Regions from separate parts of the Sus scrofa genome. Here all the other regions are linked to region 3. Evidence: chromatin contacts called from public Hi-C and HiChIP or PLAC-seq data. All regions are on one chromosome and are shown on one strand. Each heading gives the region's core, a stretch centred on a gene start, on an enhancer-like site or on the middle of the called end of the contact. The rest is flanking DNA. Distances are from core to core; before and after follow the strand shown. Region 1 holds the start of ALDH3B1 (aldehyde dehydrogenase 3 family member B1). Region 2 holds the start of PPP6R3 (serine/threonine-protein phosphatase 6 regulatory subunit 3). Region 3 holds the start of KMT5B (histone-lysine N-methyltransferase KMT5B). Region 4 holds the start of NDUFV1 (NADH dehydrogenase [ubiquinone] flavoprotein 1, mitochondrial). Region 5 holds the start of LOC100522421 (aldehyde dehydrogenase family 3 member B2-like). Region 6 holds the start of NDUFS8 (NADH dehydrogenase [ubiquinone] iron-sulfur protein 8, mitochondrial).

Region 1 (3,533 bases), core at 654-3,153, 180 kb after region 3:
GCAGCCTCTCCCGGCAACACTGAGGCCAACTCATACAACACGTCCCCCTGTGGTTTGGTCACTCTGGACTGAGGCCCCCAGGGGTGCCTGCTGGGGGGCAGGGAGTTGGATCCAACCCAGGGAAGCAGAGGGAGGAGCTGAGGCCACATCTGCCTGGGACCTGGGGGGACCCTGGGCCTGGGACCTCGCAAGGACACACAAGCGAGGGGGTTCCTGCATCTGGTGGCCTGGGGGCCCTGAGCCACCTCACTGGGAGTTGCTAAGTCACTTGATATGACAAGGGACAGGTCTGTTTCCCCTGGGCCCCGAGGACCAGCCACCTTCCCTCAAGGCCATGAGTCGGGGATTCTCTTATTATAATAATAATGACCGAGCGCTGACTGTGCCAGGCACTGTGCCAGCGTGGGTGCCCAAGGTAGGTGCAGCATGGCATTCTGATGGTTCCCCCTGAAGGAAGCTGAGGTCCAGGTCGTGTGGCATTGAGGAGGTGACAGACAGGGTGGGCACTCAGATGAACCGGCTCCAAACATCATTGGGTATCGGGGCCCGAGCCCCACCCCTGCGCCCTGGCCAGTCCCACTGATGAGCTACCTAAAGGCACTGGCCCCGGCTCTTCTCCCAGCCCCCGCCCTGCCTGCTCTCTCGGTGTCTCAGCCTCGGTCTCCCCACTTATACCACAGGCCTGCCAAGCGCACACTCCCTGTCTCAAGTGTCAGGGGTCGCAGGACCTGGCGCCGAATCCTAGCAACTCTGTTTATTAGCCAAGAGGCCTTGGGCAGGTTGCCTGGCCTCTCTGTGGCTCACTTTTCCCGGTGGGGCCGTGGGGATGGTGTCTATCGCGCGGTGCCATGGGGAGAAGACACGGTGGCAGGGCTTGGTGAACGGCTCTGAGTGATGGGTATTCAGACAGGACAGCTGAGCCCAGGGGGCCCCAGGGAGGAGGGCCTGGGGTGGGAACACCAGGAGGTCTTGACCCGGGGTGGACACCAGGAGGCAAGGACCTCAACCTGAGACCCAGGTGGGGACAGGGATGCAGAGCTGGCCAAAGCGACAGATGAGAATGCGGTGGTCTGAGGGTCCAGGGGACCCCGCCCCCCCACCGCCGCCACCAGGCCATCAGAAGGGGAGGTCACAGGTGCCAATACCCAAGGGCCTCTAATTGATCTCCCTCCCTGTAGCCTTAACCTGGATTTTCACAAGGTCTCCCGAACTCTGGGCAGCAGCGCCCTCCCTTCCACTGTGGGGAGCTGGAGGTGAGGTCCCGAGGTGAGCCAGCCCCGGCCCTACCGCAGAGAGGCTCCACCGGAGCTCCTCTGGTATCCATCAGGCCCTCCGCAAGGCGGGCGGCCGGCTAGTCCCTCCCTCCCTCCCGGACCCTGGCAGAGTCCATTCCCAGGAACGGGATCTCTCGGAATCCCTTGCTGCTTAACCCCACCCGCACAGCGGGCACGCGGGGCGAGTGTCCAGGAGATAAGCGTCACCAAACGGATGATTGAGCCCCCAGGGCAGCGGAGGCCAGAGCTGGGGCCCCCGGCTCCCTTACAGGATGTGCTTAACCAGAGGGAGAGGAGGGAGGGCAGCCCAGCTCAGACAAAACAAGGGTGCTGGCAGGCCGAAGGGACTCCGGGGCCTCTCCCCTGCGCCTCCTTCCTCTGCTGGGGCAAAGGGAAGTCCTCCCTCTTTCCCCTTTCTCTCCGGGGGCAGAGAATCTCCGAGAAGACAAAGCTGGTCTCTGTACACAGCTGTGAGTGGCCAGGCCGGCCAGGACTGACAGCAGCCCAGAGTCCCCGAGCCAACAGGTCCCTGACTGCTCCTTGCTACCTCCCCAGCCTCCGCAGAACACCGTACCTGAGTACCTGCCAGGCTGCCCTTCCTCCTGCTTGGCCCTGCTCTGCCCAGCTGCCCTTCCGCTATGAAATGTCTGTGGCTGGGCCAACCCCTGGGCGGGGCTGCCCTGGCCTCGTGCCTGACTTTGACTCTGGGCTGGCTGGAGCCTACGGGCTGAGATTTCACCACCACTTCTCTTAGGGGCCTCTTTCCTGGACCACAGAGAAGGAGTCAGGGCCCAGAGAGGGCCAGCACCAGGTCTTCAGGGAATGCAGAGCTGAGGGGTCCACCCCAGGCTCATGGGAAGGGTCCCAGGCCCAGCCAGAGGTGGAGGAGAGCCCAGGGCAGTGGCCTGGGTATTATGATGTGGCTGGGGACGTGGCCTGGGTTTTATGATGTGGGCTGGGAGCAGTGGCCTGCAGTAGCAGGGAAAGCCCTGCTCCCAAAACGCCCAGTCCTCCGAGCCTCGGCTTCCCATCTACAAAAAGAAGAGGTCAGATGCAAAGATGGCTGGAGGAGTTCCCTCTGTGGTGCAGTGGCTTAAGAACCTGACTGAGAGTTCCTGTTGTGGCTCAGCAGGTTAAGAGCCCTGCTAGTATCCACGAGGATGCAAGTTTGATCCCTGGCCTCGCTCAGTGGGTTAAGGATCCGCGTTGCTGAGGCTATCGTGTATAGGCGGCAGCTGCAGCTCGATTTCGACCCCTAGCCTGGGAACTTCCATAAGCTGCAGGTGTGGCCCTAAAAGAAAAAAAAAAAAAAAAAAAAAAGAATCCAACTGCAGCGCCTTGGGTCACTACGGAAGTGCAGGTTCAATATCCAGCCCAGCGCAGTGGGTTAAAGACCTGGCATTTGCTGGAGCTGTAGCATAGGTTGCAGCTGTGGCTCGGATTGAATCCCTGGCTCGGAACTTTCATGTGCTGCGGGTGTGACCATAAAACTTTTTAAAAAACAAACCCAAGAAAAATAAAGGCAGCTGGAGTCCAGAGGTATGATCTTAGGGCCAGGCCGCCACAGGCTTCGTCCCCTGCCCTCTGCGTGGCTGTGTCCATCAGCACTGCCTCATCTAGCACGAGTCGTAGTGCCTGTCACCCCTGCAACCTGACGTCTTACAGCGAGCAAACAGAGGTCCGGAGAGAGAACAGCACTTGATCACACAGGGCATGAGCAGCAGGCTGGGACCCGCATGGGAAGGCTGTCACTCAGGGTGGGGGCTGTGTGCATCCCCAGATGTCCCCTCCCACCTCCTGGGGACGAGCTCCGCCCTCTGTCTTCTAGGTCAGCTGTTGTGATAAGTGTCGCCATGGAGGTTTCTGTGTGTCTGATCCTCTGCCTTCCCGGCCCCAGCCTGGGCACACCTGTCAGAGCACAAAAGGGGGATGATCCCTGGGCAGGTGCTGGTGTCAGACAGGCAGGCGATTAGGTTACAGGTGTGAGGACAGGCCTATCCTTTGTGCCAGCGCTGCGTGCCTGGTGCCCTGGGCCGCCCTTCCACCTTGGTGCCCCGAGTCTCCTCTGGGCCAGCCGGGCACCTGGGAGATGCTCCTTGCTGCCCCCGCCCTCCCCGCTGCCCTCGCCTACCTGGGAGGGCAGGAGAGCCCTCCTGGCCCACATCTGCTCCGGTAGCCCCTGGAGATGTCAGCCAGTTGGGACAGGGGTGAGGGGCTGCAGAGGCCCCGTCCTCTGTGTGGGATGGAGCCCCCAGCCGC
Region 2 (3,225 bases), core at 417-2,916, 190 kb before region 3:
CTGGGGAGCTTTTCCCTATTTAACCATCTCTGAAACTAACCATTCTGAAGCACCAGGGCTCATTACTCCAGGAAACGTTTGCAACTTAACGAATCTTCAACCACTCCTCCCCTGAAAAAAATTACAATACACTTCCAGGTCACTGTCTCAGCCCAAATGACTCTAAATACACAGACCTTTCTAAAGACACTCGCCCAAAGCCAGGACTGAAAACACTCATTTACCTTCCTAATGGTATATAAATATTTAAAACATCAAACCTAATAATAGCCATTAATTTCTAAGCTGATTCTTCGTGCCAGGCACCATTTGTAGCTGCTTTACACGTATTAACTCATTTACTCCTGGCAAACTCAGGAGGCAGACACAGTTACAGAAGCAGCAGTGAAGAAAGTGATGAAGCCAAGATGTGAAACCAGGCAGTCTAACTCGAGAGCAAAGAGAGCGCAGGCACCAGCACCACTTAGGAGACTCCAGCGGCTGGAAACCTGGACTCGCTTTCCCACTGGCTGCCTACCTGCAACTTGACCTTGAGGACAAAACCCAAGTAAGCCTCCCGTTCACAAAATACGACAAGAGCCTCGTTAACAAGTGCGGCGAGGACGAAAGTGCCCCTCCCATAAAAGCAAAATATAAACAAAGCTCGACCCGACCCACGGAGAAAGTAAGAATCGAGAGCACTGCACGAAGCTCTGAGGCTGAGACGTCAGGACACACAGGGACCTCCAAGGACTCGCTCGGTCTACGCACAACCAAGGGTCCAAGTTGTGCCGAGAGCAGGCGGGACGGAGGAGGAAACCCCTCCAAGTTAACGGCGAGAGAGCTTCTTTAAGAGGGAGGTTCTTGCTGCCGAAAGAAGGACCACCCCCCAGCCCCCCGCAAGCTCATATTCGCCAGGGAGACCTTCGCGACCAGGTCTACGCTGGAGTCGCAGCACCGGAGTGGAAAAAAAATCGCTCGGAAGGAGATTTAAATACTCCGGGCCCGGCTCTGCGTATTCCGATGACTCTGCGGCGAAGGAGCAGAAACCCACAGAACTTGTTTCCCGGAGAGCGGAGTCCAACAATGGCCTTCGCGAGGCTCCGGCGAGCGGCCGCCTTAACTTGACACGCTCCGGGGCCCGCGCCCAGCGAAGTTCTCCGGGGCCGGCGGGCGGCGCTCGGGGCCGCCGGCCGGGGCGGAGCGGGCCCCGCCGGGCTAGGGGCGCGCCCGGTCGCCGCCGCGCCAGGCCGCGGACGTCCGCGCGGGCGCAAAGTTCGCCGCCGGGCCCTCGTCCCGCCTCGGCGCCCGGCCCGGCGCGGCCCCCGCGGCCCGCAGCGGGCGAGCCGGGCGGCTGACAGGCGCGGGCGGGGACGGCCCCGGAGCCGGGGCGCCGCGCCTCCCCGGCCGCGGAGCGGCGAATTCCGGGGGGGAGGGGAGGGGGCCGGGACGCTCCCTCCCCGCGCCGCCGAGGCCGGGCGGAGGGGCCGCCCCGCCGCCCGCGCGCCGCGCACCCCGCGCGACGGCCCGCTCCGCCGCCCCCTCCCCCTCATTACCTGGAGGTGCCCGCGACTCGCCGCTAGTTGCGCTCAGGCGGGAAACGCGCTCACCGACACCATCAGCGAAGCGCCCAAAATGGCGGACGTATCAAGCAGGCCTTGAGTTCCCCCCGCCCTCCCTCCGGCCGCCTCACGGCCAATCATGGCCCTGGCCCCGCCCCCAGTCCCGCGCTCATTGGCCTCCCTCTCCCGCCCCCTGTAACCTATTGGATCACCCTGCGGCCCCGTTGCACGCACGCCGATTGGCTGGCAGACCTCGTCAGTCAAGCGAGAGGGGCTCATCCTTTTCCCATGGACTTGACGGTTCCGGAACCTCTAGGACCCGGGAGTCTGGAGAAACAAATCAGAAACCGAGAGAAACCTGGCTGGGTCCCCCTACGCCGTAGCAACAGCAGGGCCTCCGCTTGACCGACGCTTCGGACCACCAATCCGATAGCCAATGCTTTTTAAAACTAAAATGAGCCAAACCAATCATGGCCATAGAGATGGGAACTGCAAGGGAACCAATGGGGTACCAAGACCGGAGGGCGGGCAGGCGGGCCCGAGGGCCTGAAGGAAACCGGTGATGACGTGAGCCACAATGTGTTTCGGCGGCGGAAATTAGCCAGGGTTGGGGAATTAGCTCAAGTGGTAGAGCGCTCGCTTAGCATGTGAGAGGTAGCGGGATCGATGCCCGCATTCTCCACTGTAGACTTTTAGAAGGGGGGTGTGGGACTTTCCTGGTCAAAGTCACGCTCCTTTCCCTGGGTGCCCGCACTGGGAGTCTATCAGAGTGAAGGTGGGGAGTCCCATACAGCTTACGCCGACTCCCCAGCCTCCGCGAGGGACCAGATTGCGGGAAGATAGGAGTCCTCGTTTTGCCTTGCGGAAGGATTGACACGCGAGCTTCTCCCAAAATTCTCCTCTGGCGCCCTGCCACTCCCCGCCCTCCCCGAGACAGCCCACTCAGCCATCTCCCCCCGCCCCCTGCTCCTAAAGAGAGCCACCCCAGAGAGAGCCGACGCTTGGAGATGCGGCCTCCTTCCTAAAAGCCGGCAAAACGCCGTGTATGGTCACGTGTAAATCAACTGCATGCGGTGGGGGGAGGCTTGCGGGGCCCGCTGCGGGGGAGAGAGTGCTAGGGGCACTAGTGCTCGTGGGCAGCCCTAGTGTGCACTTAGTCTATGCCCAGCCTGCGGGGGTGCGTGGGGAGCAGAGGGTCCCGGCTCTGACGTCAGACTCCTCCAGTCACAGAGTGGTGGGGTCTTCCTGAGCCGGAGGCAATCCGACCCTCAGGACAGCGAGAGCAGAGCTCTGCGCTAACTCCCGGAGACCTGAGACCCCAAGGTGGGGCCTTGGAACAGGTTGGGTTGTTCTGAGAGAGACACGGGGCGGGAGAGGAAGTGTCCGAAGTGACCGGGTCTCCGGGCCTTGAGACCAGTGCCACCCTGCCTAGGGGGAAATCACCAGCACCGGTGCTCAGGGGAGAGTCAGAATGAGGGCTCGGGGCAGGGAGGTCTGCCTGCCAGCAGGTCTCTCCCGTGACACTGGCTTGGGCAGAGATGGCCTCTCAGGCCCAAGGAGGGGAGGCAGGGAGTTCCTGTTGTAGCTCAGGGGCCTAAGAATCCGACTAGGATGCATGACACTGGTTCTATTCCTGGCCTCACTCAGTGGGTTAAGGATCTGGTGTGGCTGTGGCTGTGGCATA
Region 3 (3,288 bases), core at 525-3,024:
ACCAAGGCCCAGGAGGACCCACACAGGGCTGTGGTGCCCACTGTGCTCGCCTCCCTCGGGTATCCGGTGAGGAAACGGGGTGGCAAAGCCAGTCTCAGTGGGATGCAATTTGAGTATCCGGAGCCAAGCACCCTTGAAAATCTTGGAAAAAAACTTTAGCGATCAATCAGAAGCTAATGAAACCAAAGCAAATCATTCCTGCCGGGCTTGCAAAGAAGGTGGCATGACAACGTCTGAGGTCACCGATGGCCCTGAGGCTTTTGGAGTGAAAAGGCAGCAAGGGCAGGGCAACGTGCTTGGCTGTGCTTCAACCGAAGCCTGGGGAGGCTTCCCTGGTCCGGACCCCACCGGGTGGGCTTCCCCGGCGGGAAGGCGAGGCCAGTGGGAGGAGCTCCGGTGTTAAAGGTCTAGCCCCGCCTCCACCTGTTAGATACCTGCCCTCAGCAAATCCCTGCGCCTCAGTGGGCCACCTGCGGAAGGGGCTAATGAGCGTCCTGTCTGCCACCCAAGGTCAAGGGGGAGGAATAATGAGGTTCCTCGGCCCACAGTCCGTGCGGTCACCCACACGCCCCGCGGAACCGTCCTTTCCGGTCGGCCTACTCGGGGCCAGGCCCTGGGGGATGCAGAGGAAGCCAAAGGAGACGTGGGGCTCCTCCGGGAATAGGTGGACCCGCCGGCCCTGCCCGCCTCCTCTCTGCAGGAGCCGCGCTGGGCTTCCCTAAGTTCCGGAAGCGGCGGCGTCTTTAGCAACCCCGCCCCCCCACCCCCGCTCCAGGGCCTTTGCACTTGTTGGGCTCACGTCGCCCAACCGCGCCCTCCTCCGAGCGCCCCTCCGCGTCGGGGGAGACCCTTCGGGCGCCGCCTCCGTGCATCCGCCCGCCGGCGGCAACCTCGACGCCTGCACCTCTCCCCGGAGTGCTGGATGAGGGCGCTGGCCCACGCCCCGATCGGCTCAGAGGTCACCTGCCCTGTCGGTGCCTCAGTTTCCCTACGTATGAACCAGGAAAAGACGGTCCGCTCCTGCTGGGGGTCGTTGTAGGGAGGACGAGAGACGGGGCACCCGGCAGGCAGTAAAGGCTGGTACTCCCGGTCCTCTCGCGATTGTTATTTCTCAGTCATCATCGCCACCTGCGGGCCCCAAGGGCGGGGCTTCGCACGCTCCCCGCACACCTGGCGCGAGTGAGCCTCTCCCCGCAACACCCCGACCCGCCCAAGCTTTCCGGAGGGGCCGCATGCTCGGGGCGGGCACTGCCCAACCAGGGAGGCGGGAAGACCTGTTTCCCGGGAAGCCGGCACACAGTAGGCGCTCAGGCAAGGGGCGGCCGACGCTAGGAAGCCAGTGGCCTGATGAAGGCACGCTCCCTCCCTCCTCCCCGCACACTAGGCGGTGGAGCGCTCAGGCTGCCCACAGGCCTCGAAGGGTGGGTCAGCTTCCAATGACACCCATTCCCACAACAAAGAGGCTCGCCTCCGTGGGGCCGCCTCCCCCCGGCGCAACCCGGAGGCGCCCTGGGCGAGGAGCCCGTCCGTCCCCCCACCCCCACCCCGCTCCCGGGCTGCTCCCGTCCCAGCTCGGGAGTTGTAGCCGGTGGGTGCAGCTGCGCCCGGGAACCAAGGTGGAGGGCAGCCTCGCCGGGACCGGAGCACAACAGGCCTCAGGCTTGAGGGGCGCCTGAGGGGCGCGCGACGACGCCGCCTCCAGCCGCGATTTAAAGGGCAGCTGAGGGGCGGAGGGATCTCCTGCGACTACTCGACACGGATCCCTCCGCCGCGAGCGAGCGAAGCAGGGAGTCGCCTCGTCCGCTCGAAATTCGCTTTTTGTCCCTCCGCCGCGGGAGCACCCGGCGGGGAACTCATTTCTTTCTCGGGTTTCTCCGCCTCCCCCCACCCCCCGTCCCGTAAAAGCAACAGAGGCGGCCGCAGCGGCGCGAGCCCGGAGTGGTGTCCCTCCGCCCGGCCGAGGGCACTTCTTTTCGTGTCCTTCCACCGTTCCCGGGCGGCGTCCGAGCGGCTCACCGGGGGCGGCGACGCGTCTGCGGCGCGGGCGGCGAGGCTCCGGAGCTATGAGGTGAGGGCGCCCGGGCACCGGAGGCGGCACGCGCGGCGCCAGGACCCGGGACGCGGAGCCACCAGGCCAGCGGCTGCCTTTGGAACCCCGAGGCCGCGCGAGAGGCGAGGTGAGGCCCGGGGCGCGGGGGCGCGGGGGCGCGGCGCGGTGGGGGCGGGGGGCTCCGGCCGCCGCGGGGACTCATTTCCCGACAGCGGATGGAGCGGGCGGTGCTGCGGCATGCGCCGCCATCTTGGATTTTACTCTCCATTTTTCTCTGGAATTATTTTTGGTGATTAATTTTCTGGGGGGACGGGGGAGTGGCGCTGGGGAGCGCGGGCCCCCCAGTGCAGCGGCCGGGCGGCGGGGCCTCGACGCGCCCCGAGGAGGAGCGGGCAGCGCCCGGCGGTGAGCGGGGGGCGGGCGTGCGGGGGGCGCCGGGGCGGCGGGCGCGGGCGGCGGCCGGCGGGCTGGGGGCGGGCCGGCGGGCGCGGGGGCGCCGGGCGGGGGCCGGGGCCGGGGCCGCGGGGGGTGGGGGCGGCGACCGGGGGAGGGGCGCGGCGGCGGCGGCGGCGGCGGCGGCGGCGGCGGCGGCGGGCGCGGGGCGCGGGCCCTGCAGTGGGCGCCGCCGCCGGAAGGGAGCGGTAGCGGCCGCCGGGCAGCGCCGGGCCGGCCCGCGGCCGCACGAGGGGAGCAGCCCCGCCGCTCGCGATTGGGGGACTCTGTTTTCCCTCTTCTCCAATGGGCAGCCGTGAACCGTCTCGCCCAATCTGCTCCCTCTGCCGCGCTCCGCTTCGGGCTGTTTTTGTTTGGACTCGAGCCTCCCTTCGGCTCGCCTCCCGGGCCGCTGCTCCGCCCGCGCCGGGCCGCCCTCGAGCGCGGCTGGGGCCTCTGGCCGGGGCTTGTCTCCCGGCGCCCTCGCCCCGCCGGCGCCGCGTCCCGAGCCGAGGCGCTGGTCCTCCCGGGGCGCCTGTCTTCCTTGCGCTTCTCCGAGGGTGATGTGTCCGCGTCGCCCCACCTCTGAGACGCGGGGAAGCTGTGTTCAGGATGACAGCTCGACGCGGCTTGCCGGCGTGCTGTAGAAGCGCGGCGGACGCAGAGCAGCCCGCTCCGTCCCTTCTCGGGCTCGGGTACCCGCTTTGGAGCGCTCGCCTCCCGTCCGTCGAGTGGGAGAACTTGACTCAGCGCGCTCAGGCGGCGACCGCGCGTCCTCCGCGGCCAGTGCTGCCGAGCTCGCCCCG
Region 4 (3,477 bases), core at 528-3,027, 250 kb after region 3:
GGCCCTCAGGTCTCCCCTGAGGAAGAGGACAGAGACCAAGTCCCACCTACTTTAGCTCTGGTAATGTTTTCCCACTTCATTCTCTCTTAGTTTCCAAGAAAACAGCCCAAAGACCCAGGTGAGCCACAGCCACCCCCAAAGTCTCTGCTGAAACCCCGTCTCTGCCTGCCTACACACACCTGCCATCTGAGGGCTTATTCATGAAGCTCCATTTAAGGCCGGTGGGGAAGCCAGCGCCTCCACGGCCCCGCAAGCCCGACGTCTTGACCTCACCCAGGATCCAGTCAGGTCCCTTCAGCAGAATCTCCTTTGTCTTGTACCAGTCACCGCGGCTCTGGGCACCTTTCAGTCTGGACAGAGTGGGTAAGGCAGTGAGGGGAGGCCCTGCCTTGGGACCCACCAGCCTAAGGGCACCATCCTACCTCCAGTCATGGCGGCCATACAGGTTGGTGAAGATCCGGTCTTCATCCTTCAGCGAGCCAAATGAGGTTTTCTTGGGCGCTGTCTGGGGACACAGAGGGTCAGCAGGCTCAGCAGAGCTCTGAGGTCACAGGCGCCAGGTCAGAAGGTACAGATTCTTGGGTGTCCCTGATTATAGGGCTGGGCTGGGAGGAGGGTGGGGACCTAAGCCTTAGAACCCTTCGCAGCATTGTAGCTACCACCACCACTTCCCGTGAGCAGGCACAAGGCTAAGCAACTTATATCCAAAGCCCATTGTATCTTCATAACTCTGAGATGGGAATGATTCCCATTTTATAGAAGAGGAAACTGAGGCTCAGAGCAAAATGGAATTATGGAAGGGCCCACACCCCAAAGCAGCAGAGGAATCTAAGCTCAGGTCTGGACATGGCCAAAGCCCACCCCTAAACCACAGCACCGCACTACCTCCCTGGTCCCAATGTGATGTCATGTCCATTTACTGGTCTGGCCGTGCCACTGGACCAAAACTTGGTTAGGCCAAAGTCTTACATCACTCAACTTTGCTGGAAACAAAATGTGTTTTCTGAAGGAAAAGAAATGCCTCACTGGGGCTGGGACACAAAATGACAGAGGGAGGTCTGCTCGGGATAAAACTGTGGAGAGATGAGGTCTGGAATTCCATATGACCCAGCTGAAGGCTAAGGGGACCAGGCTTCCCAACACCCATCGCCTTAAAAAACAATATAAGGAGCAGAGCGCTGAAGAAGGAATGAAGAGGCGCAAGTCCCTCTCCAAAGATGCCGATCTTTTCTGCATCTGTAAAATGGGGCAATGGCACCTTCACGCCCTACAAGGTTGTGGCGAGGAAGGAATGGCCCAAGGACGCGATGCCGCCTGCAAAATGTTCTGCTAGGTCGCGCCCCTATTATATAAGGGAAGCCAAGGGCTGGGGGCGGGGGTGTATCAGCCTCCCGTTTGTCCCTGTTCCCCTTCTACACCCAGGCAGGATCGGCATCCTTCCACCCGGCTGGGAAGATGAGGGTTTGTCCAGAAAGCACTAACAGCCCCCAGGAAAGGCGCGCGCACAGGTGCGGCCGCGAGACCCGGCCCGCGAGCACTCCTGGCCCAAGCCAAGCTGGGCCTCACCGTGTCGCCGCTGAAACGCACAGATACTCGCGCGGGGAGCGACCCGCCGAGCAATCGCCGTGCCGCCAGCATCGCGGGAGCCAACCTGGTCACCTCCCGCTGTCACCTTCACAGCTCTGAGGCTGAGGAACCGGCGCGACCGAGACGCTAGGCGGCGCACAGGAAGAACGTCACGCGCCAGGGCGCCGGCGGCGCGCCCAAGCTTCCCTGCGCCGCTCGCACCCCCGCCCTTGGCCCCGCCTCCTCGTAGGAGGGCGGAGAGGCCGGAAGTGGCCTGTCTGGCGCTGAGGCTGCTGGGAGATGCAGTTCTGTGTACTTTTCTACGTCGGCGAGGCTGTCCTTTCTACCTCCGCGGGGCTGGCGATTAATCTCTTCCTCTCCTGCTCTGCTTTTTCACATTCGCCCGGGACCCTCAGATCTTTCGGCCTCCCTGTGAACAAACCACGCATGTCACCTTCTGCTGGATTCTGGTGTTTTCTACTTTCTACAGGTTCCGCATTTTGTGTGCTCCGTGGTATGCACAGGTGTATGAGGGGAGGAGGAGAAATCTGATCGGTTACAGCCCGACCCTCATGAATGCGCGTCTGTGATTTTTGCCCCTCACCCACGACGAGCACCCCTGGGCTCAGGGAAGGATTGCTCTTTAGCCACAAGGAACGGGGCCGCTCCAGGGCAGGCAGGGGCTGCTGGCGGAGGTCTCTCCAGAGGAGGTGTGTCTAGCTGGAGTCCTAAGTAGGTTGGGGTTGCGGCCCAGAGGGTGGAGATGGTCAGTGGGTGGCACGTCCTCTTTCTCATGCTGCTAAATTCTGCCAGCCGTTCCTTCAGTCCACATCAGGAGAGTTTGGCACTTGGCGCTTCTGGTCAAAATCCCGGCGTGCCCCCCACTGCCTTCTCAGCCAGGCCATAACCTGGCATTTAAGGACTTTGCCCATCCCCTGCAGGGTCAGGCCCAGGCCACATCATGCCCCATCCTACCAAGGCTTCTTCCTTTGGGGGCTTTAGGGCGTCTCTGTCCCCTGCACCACCACCATCCTCCATGCTCCTGTGACCTGAGAAGGTCCACAGTTCTTTGCCTTCTCTTGAATCCTTGAAGCCTGACTTACTCTTTGTCAGTCCTCTGAAACCCTTTGGCTCTGAGGCCTATGGTTAGCATGTCCTTTCCGGTCTCCCCCCCACATCCTCAAGTCTCTTGTCCTGTAATTATCCGTAGGTCTCCAGAAATGTGCTGCTTACAAAGGAATGTGACTTTGTTTTCTCATATATTCCCCACAGTAGTCTTGGTGGATAGTATCAACTCCATTTTCTATTTTCTTTTCTTTCTTTCTCTGTTTGTTTGTTTTGTTTTTTGTTTTTTGCTTTTTAGGGCCACACCTGCAACATGTGGAAATTCCCAGGCTAGGGGTCGAATCACAGCTACAGCTGCTGGCCTATGCCACAGCCACAGCAACTCGGGATCCGAGCCGCGTCTGCAACCTACACCACAGCTCACAGCAATACCAGATCCTTAACCCTCTGAGCAAGGTGAGGGATTGAACTGGCATTCTCATGGATCCTAGTCAGGTTCGTTAACCACTGAGCCACAAAGGGAACTCAAACTCCATTTTCTACATGAAAAAAAAAAAAAATCAGGGCCCACAGAGGTTTCATTTCTTGTCTGTGGTCGTGAAACTGTTGAGTGGTGGAGCGAGAATCAAACCCAGGCCTTTCTTCCTTCCCAGAATGCCTCCCATGCAGCAAACGCTCAGAACAGAACAACATCAGTGGTGTTTCCAAAAGAGGTGGCGAGAGCACGGCACCTTGTCTGAGGTCTCGCAGATAGTAGGGCAGCACCGGGCCCAGGACCCCTCTCCTGGGCAGGAAAAGAGATTGCACAGGCAGAGCCGAGGATTACATAGCTAATCCGTGGCTCAG
Region 5 (3,158 bases), core at 123-2,622, 200 kb after region 3:
GTCCCCTGGATCCCTCCTTGTGCGCCTAGGTGAAGCTGGCGGTGCTGCTGGTGACGCTGGTGGTGGCCACGGCCTCGTACCTGTGGATGGAGCAGAAGCTGCGGCGGGGCGTGGTCCCGCGCCAGCCCCGCATCCCGCGGCCCCAGCACAAGGTGCGCGGCTACCGCTACCTGGAGGAGGACAACTCGGACGAGAGCGACGCGGAGGACGAGCGCGGTGGCGGCGGCGGCGGTCGGGGGGACGGCGTGGAGGAGGAGGTGCCTCCCGTGGGGCCGAAATCCGGCCCCGAACCAGCCGGCCTCTGCCGCCGGCCCTGCCCCTTCGAACAGGCACAGGGAGGCGATGGGCCGGAGGAGCAGTGAGGGGCCCGGTTTAACGCGGCTAAGGTCTGATTCTGCGCCAACTTCTGCAAGGACCCTCTGCGCGCCCCGTGGCGTGTGCAGGATCCGCCCCGCAGCTCCCTGCAAGGCGGGGTAAGGCCATGGGACCTTTTGGCAAGGCCCGGGGTTCAAGAGACCGCACGGCTGAAATCCCCTTTCCGCCCCTGGGGCGGCTCTCCATCACCCTCTCCCCGGCTCCAGCCCCCGGACAGGGACCCCCCACAGTACCGCCAAACTGGGCTACAGGCCTGGGCCGAGCGTGTCGCGAGCTTTGCACATTCCTACGGCGCGACTGTTTGCAATAAAGAAATTTTGTATTGTCCTCATTGGGATGGCTCCTGCGGAGAGGGGACAGAGAGCTCCGGGGGTGTGTGCACGGCTGACCCACCCGATTGGGCACTGCGGTGGTGGCTGCCTTGAACTGCGGTTGAGGAGGGAGGGTCCCCTAGGCCCCGCCCACCACCAATGGCGCTCCTGGAGGCCCCGCCCCTCCCCACCCCCGCCTGCTTTGGCCCGTCCCACCCCATCCACTCAGGAGAGAAACGCCTGGGCGGGGTGGGGCCGGGTGGGGCGGGGGAGCCTGTAGGAACCTCAGCGGAGGGGATGAAGCGGCCGCCAGTCCCTCATGGGCCTGGAGGGTGGGTTCTGGCTCCAGAATTTCTGCATTCCACGAGCACTGTCAGAAATAAAATACAATAATTCACAAAAATAAAATACAATAAGTCTCAAATAGAACTGTTAGATATTTCTTTTCGCCTGGGAACACCATGAAATTACGGAGATGCCGAGAATGTCATGAACAGAGGACGTCTGGGCTGGCACAGAGTGAGCTCTTCACGAACATCAGCTTTTTTTTTTTTTAAGGGCTGCACCCGCGGCATATGGAGATTCCCAGGATAGGGGGTCTAATTGGAGCTGTTCCTGCCGGCCTACACCACAGTTCACAGCTCAGGGCAAGGCGGAATCCTGAACCCACTGAGCAAGGTCAGGGATCGAACCTGCATCCTCATGGAAGCTAGTCAGATTCGTTAACCACTGAGCCATGATGGGGACTCCACAAACATCAGCTATTCACATTAGGTACACGCAATGGGTCCTTCCTTGGGCTCCCCTCCCCTTGTCCTGAGAACTGGTGGCATCCTTTCAGGACCCAGCCTAGGGAAGGCGATTAAACCTGTGATCTGGGGCCCTTGGGAAGGGACTTTCCCACCTCCCTGCAGGGTCTGCCATGAACCAACATAAACTCGTCATCAAGTGGATTTTGACAGACCCGGGGTCCTGCACTCCTGGGGTCAGCAAGGGCTACAGCTACAGTGAGGGCCAGCCCCCTCCCATCCCAGGTGGCCTCTACGTTCAGACAGGGGCCAGAAATTCATACACAGACTTTCAGTGACAAGCAGGTCCAGGCTGGCCACCGGGCGGGACCAGTGGGCTGGGTGAAGCTCCTTCACCCTGTCCTTCCCTTTTGCTTTCCATCAGCATCTGGCACAGAAGGGGAAATTCTCCAATGGCAGATGTGGCAACATCCTCTTGGCACGATCCCAGCTAAATTCCAGTTGGAGTGGGGCAACTAGTTGCTTGGTCTGGGTTTCATCTGCAAGAGCGGGGAGCCCCTGGGTGTGCCAGGCATGGGAGGTGGACAGATAAGCATGGGTCTACAGTTTGTCCCGGGTCAGAGTCATTTCTAACATCTCGATACTGGACAAAGACTCTGGTGACAAGCAGAGGAAAACAGGGCCCAGGAGTGAGGGAGGAGCACGGCTTCCGATCGCACACCTCGCACCAGGGTGAGTTCCCCAGCAGAAGAGCCCTTGCTGCTCCTGGCACATGGACAAGACGCCCCCACCCCCCACGACACACACACACCCAGACACACGTAAAGGGACACACCCAGGACAGGGCAACTGTTGTGGCGGCAAGCCTCAGCAGGCCGGCTCTTTGTGGGGGCAGCTGAACAGGCCTCACATGCGAATGTCCCACCCCTTGGCAGCTCCAGGGTTGGTTGTAAAGTAGGACATTGATGTTGATGGCATCTCCCCTTGTCACTGTCTCCTCTGGATACGATAACTGGTGGCAGCCTAGACTCCAGTGTGGATGATCAGAGTCTGTGCCGGGGCCTCAGCTTCTGCGATTCTGTCCATCTGCCCCAGATCTTTAAAAAACTATATGATTCCGGGAGTTCCCGTGGTGGCGCAGTGGTTAACGAATCCGACTAGGAACCATGAGGTTGCAGGTTCGGTCCCTGCCCTTGCTCAGTGGGTTAACGATCTGGCGTTGCCGTGAGCTGTGGTGTAGGTTGCAGACGCGGCTCGGATCCCATGTTGCTGTGGCTCTGGCCTAGGTCGGCAGCTACGGCTCCGATTGGACCCCTAGCCTGGGAACCTCCATATGCCGTGGGAGCGGCCCAGGAAATAGCAAAAAGACAAAAACCAAAAAAACTATATGATTCCAAGACTCTACCCTGTAAGAGTGTAATGGCCTTTAACTTTTCAACAACAGGCAAGAGAGCATAACGAGTCTCCTAGAAACACCTAGAGATGCTGAATCAGACACAAACTTATTTTCAAACACACAGCTGAGTGCTCAAGAAAATAAGCAAAGTCCCCCAGCGGAAGGGGCTGGGCTCCGAGACCAAAAGAGGGTGCGTTGAGTATTTCAGACCGGAGCAGGATCCCCCATGCATGGAGCTGTCCTAGACTCAGGACATGCTGAAGGAAGAGCCAGCACGCTGAGCAGTGGCCTTCTTGTGCAGTGGCAATGGTTTCAAGTCAAAGGGCC
Region 6 (3,065 bases), core at 384-2,883, 160 kb after region 3:
GTTTGGGTACTGGGGTCCCGATGAACAAACACAGGCTCCCAAGGCTCACACCTGGCAGCTCCCGACTCAAACCGCACAGGGCAGGGCAGCTCTGAAATAATACTGTGTAGCCACTGGGAAGGGCTGCCCCCCCAACGCCCTGCAATGACGGACTCGGCTCCCATGGACCACATTCAATCTCGATCACCACCCTCCTTTTACGGAGTGGCAACTAAGGCTGGGAGAGGGGGAGCCCTGCCAGGACTACTCACTGTAGGTGGCTGCGACCGCGCTGCTGTGGAGGGTCCGGGCGCTGGGATGTCCTGCAAGGAGAGGGGTTCCGCTGTGCAGCTGCGACCTCATCCTGAGAGGTGGTACCGCACCCAACCCCAACCCCAGAAAGGCCCCCGAGTCCTACCTGCATGTGCAGCCTGGGCCTGGGCCAGGGCCCGCAGCAGCATGGGCGTGCTCAGGCAGCGCATCTGTGGGGGTGAAAGGGAGGGAGGTGTAGGTGGGTCCCATACAGGGCCCCCCAGACCCCCGCACTCCAGCACTGCAGGAGCCCTGACCCTTGACCCAGCACGACCACGTCATCTTGTCCCCTACTCAACCCCATTCTGATCAGAGGCACAGGCAGCCTTCCCGTTCCCAGGTGTAGCCCCTCCCAGCCTCCAGATGGACGCAGATAACACTGCCAACAGCCTTTACTGAGAGCTCCCTGTGCCAAGCACATTGCTAGGGGTCACGTGCACTGTCACTTTGTCCTCAGGAGGACTCCCACCCACCCCAGAGGGAGGCACAGATGAGAAGCTGCGCTCACTCGTGTGAAGTGACCTGCCCACAGTCACACCTAAGGAGGTGAGACCAGGATGTGAACCCAGACCAGACCCCTCCCTTCACACCTCCAGGCCTCCCCTGCTGGAACCCTTTAAAGGCTCAAATAACCCTCCAGATCAACTCCTTTCCCCAGCATCCAGGCCCTTCTGGAACTGTCTCCCAGCCTGCAGTGACCTTGGGTTTTCTCGTCTGTGAAACGGGAGCTCGACGATGCCAAGGGTTTAGCCCCGGGCCTGGCACTTAGCCTGAGCTCAAAAGTGCCCCTCCCGTGACCTGTGACCTCTACAGGGCCCATTTCTTTGACCGCCGAATTCAGTGACAGGAGCCCAACCCAGCTCCTTCCCCGACCTTCCTCACGACCTCTGACCCCACGGATGCGGGCGGCGCCTGCGCCCTGAGGGTATGGGCCTCTCGATCCGCCCGCTGCACGCTCAAGGGCACGGAGGCTGCGGGTCCTGGGCGGGCCGAGATGAGCCTGGGCGCGGAGCCAGCGGGGCCAGCAGGGGCTCCACACTCGCCCCCGACGCCGCGCTGCCCAGACCTGGCCTTAACAATTGAGCCCCGAACACCCACCTTGAAGCGCTGCCGCTCCTTCCCGTGCGGAGGAGGCCGGTCCACCGAGAGGCGGAGCCTACATTCCTGGGACGCTTCCATTGGGCCGGCTGGCTTTGCCTTTTCCGCGCTGACTCTTCATAGTGTGGTCTGATTGGCTGATGCGGCCAAAAGAGGCGGGATCAAAGACGACCTTTAATCCGATTGGCTAGGGAAGAGCAGGCGCTCGAAGTGCGGTAGAGCGCCGCCGAGCTGGATTCAAGAGGCTGATGAACCGGGACTCCCGGTTCCTTGGAGGCGGGACATCCGAGGCGTGGTTTAGGGAAGCTGCTCCAGTTCTGACTGGGCATCCTGGCCAGAGGTACCCGCCCCCCTCCGCCCCCCCGGCCTCCGCGGGCGGTATGTGATAGCGGGGACGAGAATCTCGGCGCTTGATTACGCGCGGGAGCCGTGCCTGCTCCGGGCTAAAACTTCACCCGAGCGGTTTCATTTAATCCTCACGGAGCCCTGTGTGAAGGAACGATCGTTCTCGCTTTACAGATGGGGAAACTGAGGCACGGGCATGCGTAATTACTTGGTCCAAGCCTTAGAGCTGCTGCGTGTGGCCGCCACAACGGTCTTGGATCTAAACGACTCGGGAGCCCCGTCCCTCAACGGCCACCAAAGCGGTGTTTCCTCCCAGTGACTTGTGCGGCAGAGGGACCCCGGAGGCCGAGAAGATCCCCTAGGTCATCTGGGTCGGAGGGAGTGGAAAGTGGTCAGGGAGGACTTCCTGGAGGAGGTGCCGTCCCAGCAGACAGTAAAGAGGAGTTGGGCAGAACAAGAAGGACCAGAGGATATGCCCAGCGTCAGTGCAGAGGTCTGCCCGAAAAGGAGGACACCTCGAGGGCATTTGAAGAGGACAAGGAGAGGGTGGCACGCATGGGGCCTCCCAGGGACTGTTAAGGGTCCAGACTTGTGGGCCAGAGCACGCCTCTGAAGGGGGTCAGGCTGAGGGCCACGTGGGTACTGCGGAGGAGAAGGGCTGGGTCTGGGCACAGTGATTGCTGTATGGCTCAGGGAAGTTCGGCAGCATTATAGAATCATCTGGAATTGTTCAAAGATGGGATCTGGGAGGTGAGAAGGGAGTATCCAGCAGGAGGCCCAGGAGTTTGGCTCTGGTGGCTGAGTGGAGGGGGACCACGCCAGGGCCTTGGGGCCCAGGAGGATTGGCAGGCAGGGCAGCGTGTGAGTCCAGGCTGGGATATGCTGTGGGGAAGGCACCCAGGGCCAGCCACTTGGGGGACGGGAGCACATCCAGAGCTCCCAAGAGGCGCAAGCTGAAGGGGAGTCCTGCTGCAGGTGTCTCATCAGCTTGAACTGGAGGGACAGGTGGGGGGAGAGACGACGGGGGCAGCCTCACCCACCCAAGTGAGGAGACAGGACACCTGAAGCTTGGAGTCAGCGATTCAGCTCCGAGATTTAATCCTCACAGTGCTGTCTGGAGGTGCTGTTCGCTACCTCCTCTGTACACAGACAGGGAGACAGGCTCAGAGAGGGCAGGGATGACCCCGGTCACAGCCCGTCCACAGCGTGACATGGGCCAGATGCCAGGGCCCGTTTTGCACCCGCCACAGAAAGGGTGGTGGCCAAGAGGTGCCCACATCTACCCTCCTCTCCGGGGACACAGGTGGCCAGGGTGGGAGGAGGCAGCCAGG

What was found. A called contact is a pair of places that touch in the nucleus more often than the background predicts. HiChIP or PLAC-seq counts read pairs in DNA pulled down with a chosen protein or histone mark.
Region 1: a Hi-C map of embryonic fibroblasts shows a contact between it and region 3, with 3 times the contacts expected there. The contact joins the promoter of ALDH3B1 here to the promoter of KMT5B in region 3. A contact is called at or near these places in 2 of 5 promoter capture datasets (fetal liver and liver), 1 of 47 Hi-C or Micro-C datasets (embryonic fibroblasts) and 1 of 2 datasets of contacts at active chromatin or transcription factors (alveolar macrophages).
Region 2: an H3K27ac HiChIP or PLAC-seq map of alveolar macrophages shows a contact between it and region 3. The contact joins the promoter of PPP6R3 here to the promoter of KMT5B in region 3. A contact is called at or near these places in 2 of 5 promoter capture datasets (fetal liver and fetal skeletal muscle), 3 of 47 Hi-C or Micro-C datasets (epiblast stem cells, heart right ventricle and skeletal muscle) and 1 of 2 datasets of contacts at active chromatin or transcription factors (alveolar macrophages).
Region 4: a contact with region 3 is called in an H3K27ac HiChIP or PLAC-seq map of alveolar macrophages. The contact joins the promoter of NDUFV1 here to the promoter of KMT5B in region 3. A contact is called at or near these places in 2 of 5 promoter capture datasets (fetal skeletal muscle and liver), 5 of 47 Hi-C or Micro-C datasets (heart right ventricle, liver, omental adipose tissue and 2 more) and 2 of 2 datasets of contacts at active chromatin or transcription factors (alveolar macrophages and skeletal muscle).
Region 5: an H3K27ac HiChIP or PLAC-seq map of alveolar macrophages shows a contact between it and region 3. The contact joins the promoter of LOC100522421 here to the promoter of KMT5B in region 3. A contact is called at or near these places in 1 of 5 promoter capture datasets (fetal liver), 1 of 47 Hi-C or Micro-C datasets (embryonic fibroblasts) and 1 of 2 datasets of contacts at active chromatin or transcription factors (alveolar macrophages).
Region 6: an H3K27ac HiChIP or PLAC-seq map of alveolar macrophages shows a contact between it and region 3. The contact joins the promoter of NDUFS8 here to the promoter of KMT5B in region 3. A contact is called at or near these places in 4 of 5 promoter capture datasets (fetal liver, fetal skeletal muscle, liver and 1 more), 4 of 47 Hi-C or Micro-C datasets (embryonic fibroblasts, heart right ventricle, liver and 1 more) and 2 of 2 datasets of contacts at active chromatin or transcription factors (alveolar macrophages and skeletal muscle).

What each region holds. Positions count from the first base shown.
Region 1 is chr2:4,885,642-4,889,174 of Sscrofa11.1, forward strand. ALDH3B1 (aldehyde dehydrogenase 3 family member B1) reads right to left here and starts at 1,904. Exons shown (of 9, transcript NM_001315593.1): 1 at 1,849-1,904.
Region 2 is chr2:4,521,755-4,524,979 of Sscrofa11.1, forward strand. PPP6R3 (serine/threonine-protein phosphatase 6 regulatory subunit 3) reads right to left here and starts at 1,667. Exons shown (of 26, transcript XM_021082696.1): 1 at 1,536-1,667. It overlaps TRNAA-AGC (a tRNA gene), which reads left to right and starts at 2,151; the gene lies at 2,151-2,223.
Region 3 is chr2:4,708,762-4,712,049 of Sscrofa11.1, forward strand. KMT5B (histone-lysine N-methyltransferase KMT5B) reads left to right here and starts at 1,775. Exons shown (of 11, transcript XM_021082731.1): 1 at 1,775-2,177. It overlaps LOC102162815 (a long non-coding RNA gene), which reads right to left and starts at 1,559. Exons shown (of 4, transcript XR_301556.3): 1 at 1-1,559.
Region 4 is chr2:4,962,434-4,965,910 of Sscrofa11.1, forward strand. NDUFV1 (NADH dehydrogenase [ubiquinone] flavoprotein 1, mitochondrial) reads right to left here and starts at 1,778. Exons shown (of 10, transcript XM_003122438.5): 1 at 1,567-1,778; 2 at 423-505; 3 at 180-350. The coding sequence starts at 1,638. It overlaps LOC110259233 (a long non-coding RNA gene), which reads left to right and starts at 1,831. Exons shown (of 2, transcript XR_002341426.1): 1 at 1,831-2,056.
Region 5 is chr2:4,908,751-4,911,908 of Sscrofa11.1, forward strand. LOC100522421 (aldehyde dehydrogenase family 3 member B2-like) reads left to right here and starts at 1,373. Exons shown (of 12, transcript XM_021082736.1): 1 at 1,373-2,167. It overlaps UNC93B1 (protein unc-93 homolog B1), which reads left to right. Exons shown (of 11, transcript XM_003122436.6): 11 at 30-1,083. The coding sequence ends at 362. It overlaps LOC102164445 (a long non-coding RNA gene), which reads right to left and starts at 260. Exons shown (of 4, transcript XR_002341424.1): 1 at 171-260; 2 at 1-80.
Region 6 is chr2:4,865,759-4,868,823 of Sscrofa11.1, forward strand. NDUFS8 (NADH dehydrogenase [ubiquinone] iron-sulfur protein 8, mitochondrial) reads right to left here and starts at 1,634. Exons shown (of 7, transcript XM_003122434.3): 1 at 1,390-1,634; 2 at 398-461; 3 at 252-302. The coding sequence starts at 1,470. It also overlaps a transcript of ALDH3B1 not described here.